2 separate regions of the Mus musculus genome follow, and region 2 is linked to region 1. The links are chromatin contacts, called in public Hi-C maps. All regions are on one chromosome and are shown on one strand. Each heading gives the region's core, a stretch centred on a gene start, on an enhancer-like site or on the middle of the called end of the contact. The rest is flanking DNA. Distances are from core to core; before and after follow the strand shown.

Region 1 (5,900 bases), core at 1,031-3,530:
TGTACAGTACCACCCTGCAGCCCATCCTCTTCTTTAGCTGTCTCATATAGTAAGTTCTGATTTGGACTCCAGTCTGATACCTTCCTGCTGTATCCATGTGTGGTTTTCCCTTAGGGTTGATCTCACATATAAAATTAGGCAGTTAGACAAGCCAGCTGTCATAAAATCAAAAGGGCACTGGAGCAAAAGGGAATGGCAAATGGAGCTGTTTCAGTGAAGTGAGGTCCCTATCGCCTGGTGATGACTGTTGGCTGTCACATTGTCTGAGCTCTCTTGTCGGTTGCATTAAACACTTGCCTTGTGTCAGACATTGCCCTAGATTGTAGGGATGCAATGATGGCCAAGAAAGATCCTCTCAGGGAACCCCATCTCAGTCAGATAGTCAGAGCCTTGATCTAGTGTTCAAGGTCTAAGGAAAGGGCAGGAAGGCATAAGGAGTCCCTCCACAGAACTGTGAGTCCTCAATGCAAGAATAAGTATTATTAGAGCCAGACAAGAGAAAATGGTAGATGCAGAAAAGTGACTGTGTTTAAAGATGCTCCCGTGGGAAACAGAGAAGAGATGGGTATCTCAGAATAAAGAATGCCACTAAAGGGCACTAAGCAAGGATCAAGGAAGGATCTTGTCCACAATCAATGGAAAAAGTCAGGTATTGAGAAACTGAGGTCAATTTACTACACGTCACACTTGTCATTCTTACCTTTTAAGATGCAGAAGTTAGTTACCCAAGGTCACGTGAAGAGAAAGGGGCGGAATGAAGATTTGAGCTCAGGTCTGCCTGACTCCAAGATATAAACACCACGGAGAAATGAATACGCTTAGAAGTGAGTTGGGGCTTTACTTTGGAAAGCGTGCTAACTTATATCTGTAATTTAGAACACTGTGAATAAACAATGATTGGAGAGGGACAAGATATAAGATGTAAGAAGAGGTTTTAAGAAAATGTTTAAGGGAAAAGCAAGGACTCTACCTGGGTTGTACCAGTGGCCATTTTGCAGAGGCCCTGGGTCTAGAGGCTACTGCATATATTTCTATACATAAATGACCTCAAAAGAAGAAAAAAAGGACAGTGACAATGTGATTTGCAGGCTCAAGCTTGGAAGGACAAACAGGCACAGAATGAGGAACACCAATGTCCCTTGTTTACAGTAGGGGACATCATAGCTGCTGCAGATTTACACGTCAGATTTGAGTTGCTCTTGGAAATGCAAGTATCCTTGGAGCAGTTTAATGAAAGCCATGTCTGTGTAGTTAGTCATCTGCATACAACAGGGTACACTGAGCAAGCATTTAGGACACATCTGCATCTCGCACTTATCAAAGAGCCTTCAGTTACAGATAAGTATTAATTGATGAAATTTCCAGAAACAAAGAAACATGGGAAAAAGGATAAGAGGCAAGAAGGAAGCTAACACAGTTCACGATGTATCAAGTTAGCTCTAATAGTGACCTCTGGTCTCTTGGCCTAAGTAAGTATAAACAGTTTGTCCAAACATTCGGCTACACCATGAAGTAGAAAACATTCCACCGTGTGAGTATCTGGAAACAAGGTTGAGACCTGTGTATTCATAGCACCATACTGTCCATAGCACATCTAGTGGGAAGCAGATTCCCCAACTTTAGCATCCTGGAAAACATGACCTTTATGACACCTTTTGTATAATGCTTGTAGTTTGACCATTTCTATAATCTGGGCAGTGCAGATAATCATAACATTGCATGTGGAAAAGAAAGAAAACTGGCACTCAGTCTTAGCAGCTCCCTTCTTAATAACCAATCCAAACCTGACTCTTCCCTTGGAACTCAGCCGAGGAACACAAACAAATCAAATAATGGCTCTATGGGTGTGCGAGGTGGGGAAAGGAAAGGCAGGGAGATCTACTCATTCAGGGCTCCCGAGATACCATCCTTCAGATGTTTCATGGTGTCTCCACACCTTCCATTTTTACTTCAACCATTGGATTAAAATAATAGCATGCAGCTTATTAGCTACACACAAGCATCTTCCGTTAAACGGCTCTGTAGCCACTGCCATTGTTAACATGGTTAACGGGGCTTTAGATATCAAACGTGAAAAACCTTTCTCCGGGAGAGCCAACCACTCCATGAAACTGTTTCTTTCTGTGCTCAAGCAGCAGAGACTGAAGTATTCTGGAAAGTCACTCTTTCTGCAAACATCATGGCCTGTGAAATCTGCTCAAAAAAGAGCTGATCATATGCCTGTTATCCCAAAATAGCACCCTTCCTCCATTATGCTGAGATTCAGCGCAAAACTGACTCACGCAGCTCCGGGCCGCCTGCCAGGGCGGTGGAGAGCAGAACACTTCCTTAACGGTCCCAAGGTGCTCGGTCCGCCCCAAAGGGCCTGCTCAGCCGGGGTCCGACTTCCTTACCCAACAGAGCCAGCCAAAGTTTGATATTATCTTATAAGAAGGTGGGAAATGTATTGAGGTATTTGGCCTCATTAAGAGACTCTATCATGTTCAAGGTCTGTTAGATCTCCCCTCTTTCCCAGGCATCAGCCTTTAAACTGATGTAGCTCCTGCCCCTCTCTGTATGACACTCACTTTCTGACCACTGCCTTAATACCAATCTGGGCATCCAATCTTTCCAGATTTCATAATGACCACACCTCCCAAGAAATGGTCTCAGGGCCTCAGGAGCCCCTTCCCCTCCCAGGAAAGTTCTGAATACAGTGGACCCAGCATCATTAACATTATGGTTATAGTATATGGTTCTAACAGCTCTCGACACTCACAAGCTACTCAATGTGTCTAGTTGAGTGGCAGAAAGTTTTAGGAGCAAATTATCAAATAGATGGGGTAGGAATCTAGAGTCCCTCATGAACACTCAGTGCTAATGGAGAGTCAGGTAGACGATGGAGTCAATCACTGACACAGCTCCTATTCCCTTCTCCGTTGTTTTAAATTCTTCTTTAAAAGGTGTTAGTCTGGGCACAGTGGCACACTCCTTTAATCCCAGCACTTGGGTGGCAGAAGCAAGTGGATGTCTATGAATTCCAGGCCAGCCTGATCTACATAGTGAGTTTGAGGACAGCCAGTACTACAGAGATCCTGTCTCCAAAACAAAACAGAACAAGACACCTAATTAACAAAAATTGAGCTTCTCTTCTTCCATTCTCCCAGACCATACACTGACAGCTTTCTCTAAATGATTCTTGGTCTGTGTCCCCAGAGTCCTCTTCCTTTGGTCCACCTTACAGACTGTTGCTTTGAGAGGGACATGCACAGTGAAAGACCCATAATCAAGTTGCTTGTATGTGCCTCTATTGTTTAATGATGAGCATGGAAGTGGTTAACGAGGAAACAAAGAGCCGTTAAAACAAATTCTTTAAAGTACGTGGAACCTGAGATGTGAAGGTTGCAAAGTGGCAAAAGTGAAAGATGGAATCATGCTACAGCTCTTGGGATAAGGATTAATATTGAAGGACCAGGGCCAGCTTGATACTGGGCCAGCTAGGGTCTGAAGTGAGGAATGAAGGCCTGTGCTCCTGAGCCTTACTCTAAGTGTGATGCTCAGACCTAAGAAGAACACCTTTGAAGGTGCTCCTTTTTCAGCAGGTAAGATCTCAGGTGCCCAGATGGAACGCATATGTGAACTGACCTTGGACAGAACCTTGGGGGAGGGGTTATACCTTCTCCAGTAATTGATAACAAAAACAAAACCCACAGACAACGTATCCAAAATGGTTTCTTTTTCATTATGTGACTGGCCATGAAGTATTCATTCTCTGGGTTGTTGATGTCGGTGATCTTTTGGATGTGAGCAATCTTGAAATCACTTGAATTGGTAGAACAGGTTGCCTGTTATCAGAGGAGTGGACCTCTGCCTATCAGATAAAAGTCACAATAAAATAAATGGCCCCATACAGGCTTCTCTGAGAAACGTGAGCTTTTCCTGGACCTGCAGCCCAGTAAAACAGGCAGGAACTGTGCACATTTGCTGATAACCACACTCCATAGCCACATAATCCAGTTTCTTATAATCCAGATAAATTTCCTCCTGGTTCTGCTTATCTGAAGGACCCTGGCTCATAATTATTAATTTTTGTAATATTCATTAGAAAAAGGCTCTACCTTTTGGTCATCTACCAAACACCCAGATTGGATGTACAGCAAATGAATGGGACAAGATCTGTGAAATGCAAAGATACACAAGATAATCAGGGCACAAGGCCATTCAGAATTTAAACAAAGCCCATGTGTCAGCAGTAGCTGTTTGCCAGCATACCAGGCTCTCCCCTCTCATATCTCCTTAGGCTACTTCATCGTATTAGACTAGAGTACAAAAGAACAATGACAAAGTGGACCTCTTCCTTCTTCTCCCAGTCTCTACACTGATGTGTCCCTGAAATAAGGGCTATATCTAGACATTGCTAATGGAAGATCACAGGGAGGGGAGGGGGCTGGCTGGTCCTGTTGAGTGTGGCCTTGGAGCCATTTCACCATCTTAACATTAATGGTGATTACATAGACTAGTCAGACACATGGGACCCTTGTACTTTGATGACCCTTATAAAGTAAACAATTCCATCTTCCTATCATACTATATAATATCAAACCCCCAAAGGGGTACAAAAGTTAGCCTGTCCATTGTGCTTGCATTGGACATGAATAAATCAAATCAAATAAATAAATAAAACAAATATCCACTGTACACTGCACAATAACCACTAACAGGTCTGTAAACCTAAATGTGATGAGTGGCGTGCCCTTACGTCCCTAAGACACAGAGATTGAAGCACAGGGTGCTTTTACACAACTCCACCAGGTCTGCCCTACTTCTATAGTATGGACAAGTCCCTAAACCTGAACTCACAAGTTATTTTGGTAGCTCTCCTTCCATTGGGAAATGGGTCACTTCTTGTCAATGAAAGCAGAAAGTGTAAATTATCAGCAATCTCCATTCAAACAGTAATTCTCTTCAGCTTACCATATATAGGAAAGAAAATACATTAAAATGCCTTAGGCTGAAATTTAAGACCTGAGAGCTTAACTCTAGCTCAGTGGTTCTCAACCCTCCTAATCCCATCACCCTTTAAGGCAGTTCCTTACGTTGTGGTGACCCCCAACCACACAAGTATCTCATGATACTTCATGACTATAACTTTGCTACCATTATGAATCATATGTATCTTATATGCAAAGGCGTCATGACCCACAGGTTGAGAACCACTGCTCTAGCCACATGAATTTGATGACCACCTACTATGCACTGAGGATTGGGTGTGTGCCACTTCAGAAACAAATTTCCAGTCCAGCTCAACTTCCAAAGGATTTCAGATGCAGAACAACCTGGCCAGCATCTCATTATCATGGAAAATAATAGGGGCACTTAACTATGTTATCACCAAACATTTCTCTTGTGGAAATGGTTAGTGGGTGAATGGATACTTATTTTTTAAACAGCTGCAGTTTGGAAAATCTGTTACACAGCAACAAAGAGCTTGTACAACGAGCAGGAGACGCACCGATAAACTAACAGGCATGTCCACATAGTAAAATCAAACTAAGCAATAAAAAGATGATCTATTGTAGACAGAAGGAAGAAAATGTACTGTCTTTCTGACTGTGGGAAACAAAGTCATGTTCTGTAGCCCAGTGACTTGAGCTTGGTCCTGGGAACCCACACGAAGGAAGGGGAGAGCTGATTCCTGAAAAATTGTCCTCTGACCTCCAACTGTGAAGCCTCACACATCTGTGTGCACACAAAATAAAATAAAATGGTTTTGTTGTTGTTGAAGTTCAGATAGCCATTTTTTTTAATCACCTGACAAACCAGGTCATTGAAGAAACGTATTAACATCCTCTTAGGAGAAGAGTGGTTCTTATATTTTGGTTGTGAGCCTAGCCTTTAACAGCTGAGCCATCTCTCCAGCT
Region 2 (6,436 bases), core at 3,659-6,158, 98 kb after region 1:
AATGAATATATTATTTGACAATTATGTATAATACACACTCCCAACCTCTCTTATCTCCCTACTAGCTCCATTAACCTCCTCTCCTCCCAACAAGTTCCTTCTCTGCTCTCTTGATCAAGTCTTTTTATTTCATTTTGTGGTCCACTCTCTTGAACCAGGGTAACCCATGTGAGCAAGTGTGCAGCTACCCACTGGAGCACGGGCAACTCCCCAGTGGAAGGCAATGACTCTCCTCCTCCAGCAGCCATGGGAGAGAGATTGTTTAAAAGTTCTTTTTCCTTTAAGTCAGAGTTTTATGTAGCCTGACTTCTCAAAGCAAATAGTTTTTTTTTTTCTATTGGAAGATGCAATACGAAATCACTACTCCAGTTAAAATACAAGAGGAAAACAAAGCACAGGCTACCCGTGAAAATAGTCCCTGGATTTGGAGCTGAAGCAGTGGCTGAAATGACAACCAGGGATGAAGTCCCCATGAGCTCTACCTTTGCTCTGAAGGAAACACATTTTGATACATCTTAGAAACCAGGTGCTGAGCCTTTTGCATTGTACTTAAGACAGAAAGTTCTTAAGTCCTACAGAGTCCCAGTTAGAAGTGTAGTCAGGACACTGAGCTGCTCCTCCACAGGCCTTGAGCAGACCCTGGGATGAGTTAAGTCAGAATGGAAAGCCATCACAAAACTAGTGGATGAGTTCAACACTAATGCTGGGTTCCTACTGACAGTAACATAGAAGCCAGATAACAGACATCATCCTTCCTATAAGGAAGGACTATAGAAAATTATAACCTCTAAAGGTAGACTGTGGTGACACATTGGTGTGGCATCCTAGAAATGACATGTTAGTACCCCTTTTGACTTCATTATCTTCCATCATATCTCTTTCACACACACACACACACACACACACACACACACACACTAAATTATGGATGCTTTAGTGCAACAGAACGTAATAATATCTAGCATCAGGTTTTCTCCAGCACCCATAAGAATGAACACTTATCTGGTGAGATGTGGAGGTGGCCTCAGCCTCGGCTGCTAGAGATACAGAGCTAGGAAGGCAGAAGTTATCAGTGCCTCTCCCTTGTGCAGCTTCCTCATGGAGATGCAAAAATTAGAGCCTGTTGGGCTACCTCTCTGAGCATGTGCACAAGGAAACACATCAGCAAGCAAGCCCAGATGTTTCCCTCCCTTGTGGCATTTCTCTCTTCCTTAGTGTGCTCCCCCTGTTGGAAATGTGGAAACTGCAGTGCCCAATGGTGTGGAAATGCCAGTAAGGAGGAACAGAAGCCCAGTGCTAGATGTTAGAGCAGACAGAAAGTTCTTACAGAGGCTTGCTAAGAATCACGGAGGAAATAAGAACTAAAAATCATCTTTGATAAACAAGTGGGGGGTGTATCTTTTTTTGCAGCCAAAGAGCTAGACATTGGCAGCAGAATCTACCTCCTTATTTAGTTAAAGACATGCTGATTGGCCAGCTACATGTTAGCGATGCTTTCCGCAAAGCTGTTACCCTCACATGAAAATCACTAGAGAATAAGAGGAAATGCAGAAGTCTGGCTTTAGAAAACTCTGAAGAGACCCACCAATGGAGAAACTCATACTCCAAAGCCCGAGGAAGGCAGAGTTATGCTGAGATTGCCCAGGAAGTCATGGCTATTTCTTAAAGGATATTTAGCATGGAAACATGGAAATACTTACCATGGGCTCTCAACTGAATGCAGCAAATCGTGGACGTATTATGTAAGAGATGAATAATGAGATGCATAGATAATTACTGATCTGTCATTTTAAACCTGTAAAGAACCCAACTGAGAAGCTCTAAAACCACTGTAGAACCCAGCTAGTGAAGTAACAAGAACCAAAGCCATTATACACCAACAACTGAGAGAACAGAGCTGATGTGACAAAAAAGCTGTCATCAATGTAAAGAGATACCTCCCCAATCACAAGTAGGTGAAAGGGTGGCTGGACAAGTGGTGATAACTGCAGAATTATCTTTATTAATAGTTTTTTAATTTCCTTGAAGAACATCCATAGCCAGTGGAACAGAAGTAGCAATCCGACAAACGTACCAATGACTTCCAATGAATGACCATGTGACCATCCAGCTCCAGACTCATATCATCAATAGAGATAATAAGCCTTGAAACATGATGGTCCAGCCCCTGTTCTACCCAAGATGGTGAACACCAGATCTCGCGATTCCTTGGGTCGACAGCATTCAAGATCAGAGCCAGCTTAAACCACAGCTCTGCTATTAGCACCTCCCTGGATTCGAGCAGCCATGAACACATTCCTTGAAGAAGTTTGTCCTCCTGGCATTTCCCAGCCCCTAATAAAAGAGTCCTTTGGCCAATCTACTACATCTGGCTCAGTTTGACACCAGTTTGATTCTACTGATGACATTCACCAGGGTACACCCAGGAAAAAGAAAAGAATGAAAACAAGCAAACAAAAAAAAAAGGACAAAAAAGGGACTAGCCTCAAGATAATCCTCCCTGGGTCAGCAGTACCCGACCTCAAAAGGTCATCGCTAACTTTCAATAAAATTTCTCACGAGAAACACTGTATTCCCCTTTAATGTTGATGTCTGTCTTATTTAAGGCATGTTTCCTAAGAATCTCCCCCTGGTTAACTTATTTCTATCACTTGCTTTCCTTTTAAGCTCATTATCATGCGTTTGAATCAAGGCAGAATCCAAATTCATAGCCTCCAGCACGTCAACAGCTATAGCAGTCACCTTATTCACTATCCTACTGCCACCATCCTTCCTCTGGACGTTACTGAGTGTCGTCCAGGGTTAGAGGGAAGTCTCTAGTACTTCTGTTTCCACCACCATAAGCCTCTACCGCCCCTTACTGTCTGGGATAAACTTGCCTGCATCCCCGAAAACTGGAGCATGTGTTTCATTCAGACTCTTTTGCTGATGCCCCAGTCTCTGCCCCGCCCCCTTTCTGCAGATTCAAGGCTGGAAGCAAGGACTCTAATTAATATAACCTTCACTAATTCCACCTTTAACTGCTGCTTCCCTCTGTCCCCGTTTCATTCTTACGCTAGATCAAGATCATGTCTCTTCTGCCCCACCTAGGGATCCATCCCATAAACAACCACCAAACCCAGACACCATTGCATACACTAGCAAGATTTTGCTGACAGGACCCTGATATAGCTATCTCTTGTGAGGCTATGTCAGTGCCTGGCAAATACAGAAGTGGATGCTCACAGTCATCTATTGGATGGAACACAGGGTCCCCAGTGAAGGAGCTAGAGAAAGTACCCAAGGAGCTGAAGGGGTCTGCAGCCCTATAGGTGGAACAACAATATGAACTAACCAGTACCCCCCAGAGCTTGTGCCTCTAGTTATATATGTAGCAGAGGATGGCCTAGTCAGCCATCAAAGTGAGGAGAGGCCCTTGGTCTTGCGAAGATTATATGCCCCAGTACAGGGGAATGTCAGGGCCAGGAAGCAAGCAAGAGTGGGTGGGTTGGGGAGCAGGGTGGCAGGAGGGTATAGGGAACTTTCAGAGAGGAAACTAGGATAGGGGATAGCATTTTAAATGTAAATGAAGAGAATATCTAATAAAAAATTTTAAAAAGATTATGTCTCTTTCTACTAGTGCCTCTCTGTTTCTCATTTTACTTTATTTTTTAAAATTATTTTACGCTTATTTATTTTAGGTTGGGACAAGTGTCTTTGGAAGATCAGAGGTCAATTTGCAAAGGTTGGCTTTCCACTTCCACTCTATGGGTTCTGGGGATCTAACTTGGGTCATCAGGCTGGTGACAACTCTCTTTCCCACTGAAACTCTTCACTAGTCCTTCTTTTCCCAGTATATTACCAGTGTTTAGTGACCACCTAGAGAGAAATAAATCAAATTTACAGCTGTGAATGCATACCTACATACATACATATATACACAGAGAGATAGATATACATCATATACTTAAGCATATATATATACATATACATACATACAATTATACTATACATATGCAAATACATTCATATACATAGCTATACATATGTATGTTATACATATACGTATGCATACACTATAAACATTCATATACTATATATCTACATACACATATACTATGCATACATATATACTGTACACATATCCATTAATACATTTTGGTTCTCAGGAAACCCAAGTCCTCTGCATTCTTCCCCCAGCTCACGGCCCTAGAGGCAACTCCCTGTCTTTCAAGATGTGAGGTAAGCATGTCCAGTAGGGAAGGAAGCAAGACCAGAGTTCTGGTTGTTAGGCAGTGTCATTGTTTCAGACACACCACCAGGACTCCAAAGGAGCCTCAAGCAGGCCTGCCTTAAAAACCCAAAGGCCAGGAAAAGTGGCAACCAAAGTAGAGATAACGCATATGAAAATCATTGGTAACTGCAGCATTGTTATTAACATTTTAAGCAGCTGGGGTGGAGGAGGCAGGAGGCAGGACATTAAACATTAAAATGTAAGGAGCGCTAACTTTATAATTAGATGTTGTGAACATAAGGAAAATCACACCATGATTTGGAATATTGGGTTTCCATGCATGCTACTAGAACAATGGTGCTCACCTTCATCTCACAGACTTGTACTGAGGGTCAAAGGTCAAACCATTGCCTGAACATCTATTGCAGAGTACATTGCATAGTAGAGTCACGAGAGTCAGCATCACATAGTAGGGGCAGGAGAAAATCAGCTCATGGCTTGTAGGTGACATGCTCCAGCCTTCCTTGAGCCACAGAGCTAGCCTCCTTTACAGCTCATGCAGCCTGAGACAGTTGAGCACCCTCAGCCAAACGTGAGCATCCAATCTCACTCATTCTTTCCAGGCCTCTCCCTGAGGGGGAGCCTTGTAGCAATTTATAGCTTTCCTGATTTAGTGGGATCTCAGGCCAGAAAGGCAGCTTTGGGGCTCAATTATCATTAAATGTAAAGGCACATTCAGGCTGCCTGATATTAAGCGGGCCCTGACTCCTATTCAAAACGTTATTTTCTCTCTCAGAATGGTTCCCTTCCAGCTGCAATCAATATTCATTTTTTTGGCAGAAGAAACGAAAGCCGTGCAGTTTGTTTCCAAGAATCTCACTTTCACTATCCGGACTGGCGGATTCTGTAACGACAACATCCTCCTGCTCTGTGGTTTGCAATTATCCTGCATTTTCTCGAGCATTTTATGATCCTGTAAAACTGACTAGCAGGTAACAATAGCCCTGCGTTGCATAGAAAGCCCCCGTAGGTCAGAATGGTCTCCTGAGCCGCTCAGATTCTCACCAATAATGAGCAAGAATGCTGATTCTCAGTCGATGGCCGTGGAAACTAAAAATGTCATTCTCAAGTTACATTGGAAAAGAAAGAATGACTAGGATTTTGAAGTAAATGAAACATACACCTTAAATCATTCCTTTCTCTGACAACCAAGTAAATCCATTATGAGATTATTTAAAAAAAAAAAAAAGACATACTCATGAGAAGATAAAGTGGTTTTAGAAGCCAATAAATTAGCACTCTGAATTTGATGAGTAGTAGCAACCAGACCAGGGAGAACTGTGTGCGAGCATTCCTAATTCTCAAACAGCCACTGGCATGTCAAGAGGTTGAAGCCATTCCTATACTTCTTCTAAACCACACAGCCATCACCGCTGAGTCTGAGCCTTAGGTCACAGCATTGAGACTCCACTTGCATTTCTTCTGTAACTTATACAAAAAATATTTAAAAGTCATCTCTGTAGAGATTGTTACCTTATTGTTATTTTTATACAAGAGATAAACACTTCAGAACAAAATTAAGTGGTGTATCTTTCTGAAGTAATATTTGGTTGGGTTGTTTTGGTTTGGTTTGGTTTTTGTTTGTTTGTTTTTTGCAGTTAAGTGACAATTAGATAGATAGAAAACTTGAAAGAAGCACAATGAAGCAAGAGGGGTCATCCAGAAATGCCACCTGTCATTCACTGATATCTTTCACTGCATTAAGCCTAAAATGTATAGCAAACTAATTATTGTGTTAAAAGTTTGAGCTTTGGGTTGATTTTTTTTTTTGCTTTGTTTTGTTTCTGTTTATTAGATATTTTCTTTATTTACATTTCAAATGTTATCCCCTTTCCTGGTTTTGTTTGTTTGTTTGTTTATTAGATATTTTCTTTATTTACATTTCATATGTTATCCCCTTTCTGGTTTCTCTTCCAAAAACCTCCCATCCCATCCCATGTCCCCCTGCTCACCAACCCACCCATTCCTGCTTCCCTGTCCTGGCATTCCCCTACACTGGGGCAGAGAGCCTTCTTGGGACCAAGAGCCTCTCCTCCCACTGATGTCCAACAAGGCCCTCCTCTGTTACATATACACCCGGAGCCATGGGTCCCTCCATGTGTACTTTTTGGTTGGTGGTTTAGTCTCTGGGAGTTCTGGGGGTACTGGTTGGTTCATATTGTT

The links. Hi-C and Micro-C count contacts between places; a contact is called where the count stands out from the background.
Region 2: a Hi-C map of cerebral cortex shows a contact between it and region 1, with 2.5 times the contacts expected there. The contact joins two enhancer-like sites. A contact is called at or near these places in 2 of 39 promoter capture datasets (the HPC-7 cell line and hippocampal neurons), 3 of 484 Hi-C or Micro-C datasets (cerebral cortex and cortical neurons) and 3 of 115 datasets of contacts at active chromatin or transcription factors (PVALB interneurons, heart atrium and neural progenitor cells).

What each region holds. Positions count from the first base shown.
Region 1 is chr16:28,594,086-28,599,985 of GRCm38.p6, forward strand. It overlaps Mir690 (microRNA 690), which reads right to left; the gene lies at 5,850-5,900. It also overlaps a transcript of Fgf12 not described here. Among named protein-coding and RNA genes, the nearest start is that of Mir690, 3.0 kb to the right of the region's middle. Within about 2 kb of position 2,281, at least 19 of the 459 cell types and tissues checked have an H3K27ac peak or open chromatin away from gene starts, as enhancers often do. A contact at or near this core is called in PVALB interneurons, cerebral cortex and hippocampal neurons, where this site is marked.
Region 2 is chr16:28,689,518-28,695,953 of GRCm38.p6, forward strand. It overlaps a transcript of Fgf12 not described here. Among named protein-coding and RNA genes, the nearest start is that of Gm46548, 47 kb to the left of the region's middle. Within about 2 kb of position 4,909, at least 22 of the 459 cell types and tissues checked have an H3K27ac peak or open chromatin away from gene starts, as enhancers often do. A contact at or near this core is called in PVALB interneurons, cerebral cortex and hippocampal neurons, where this site is marked.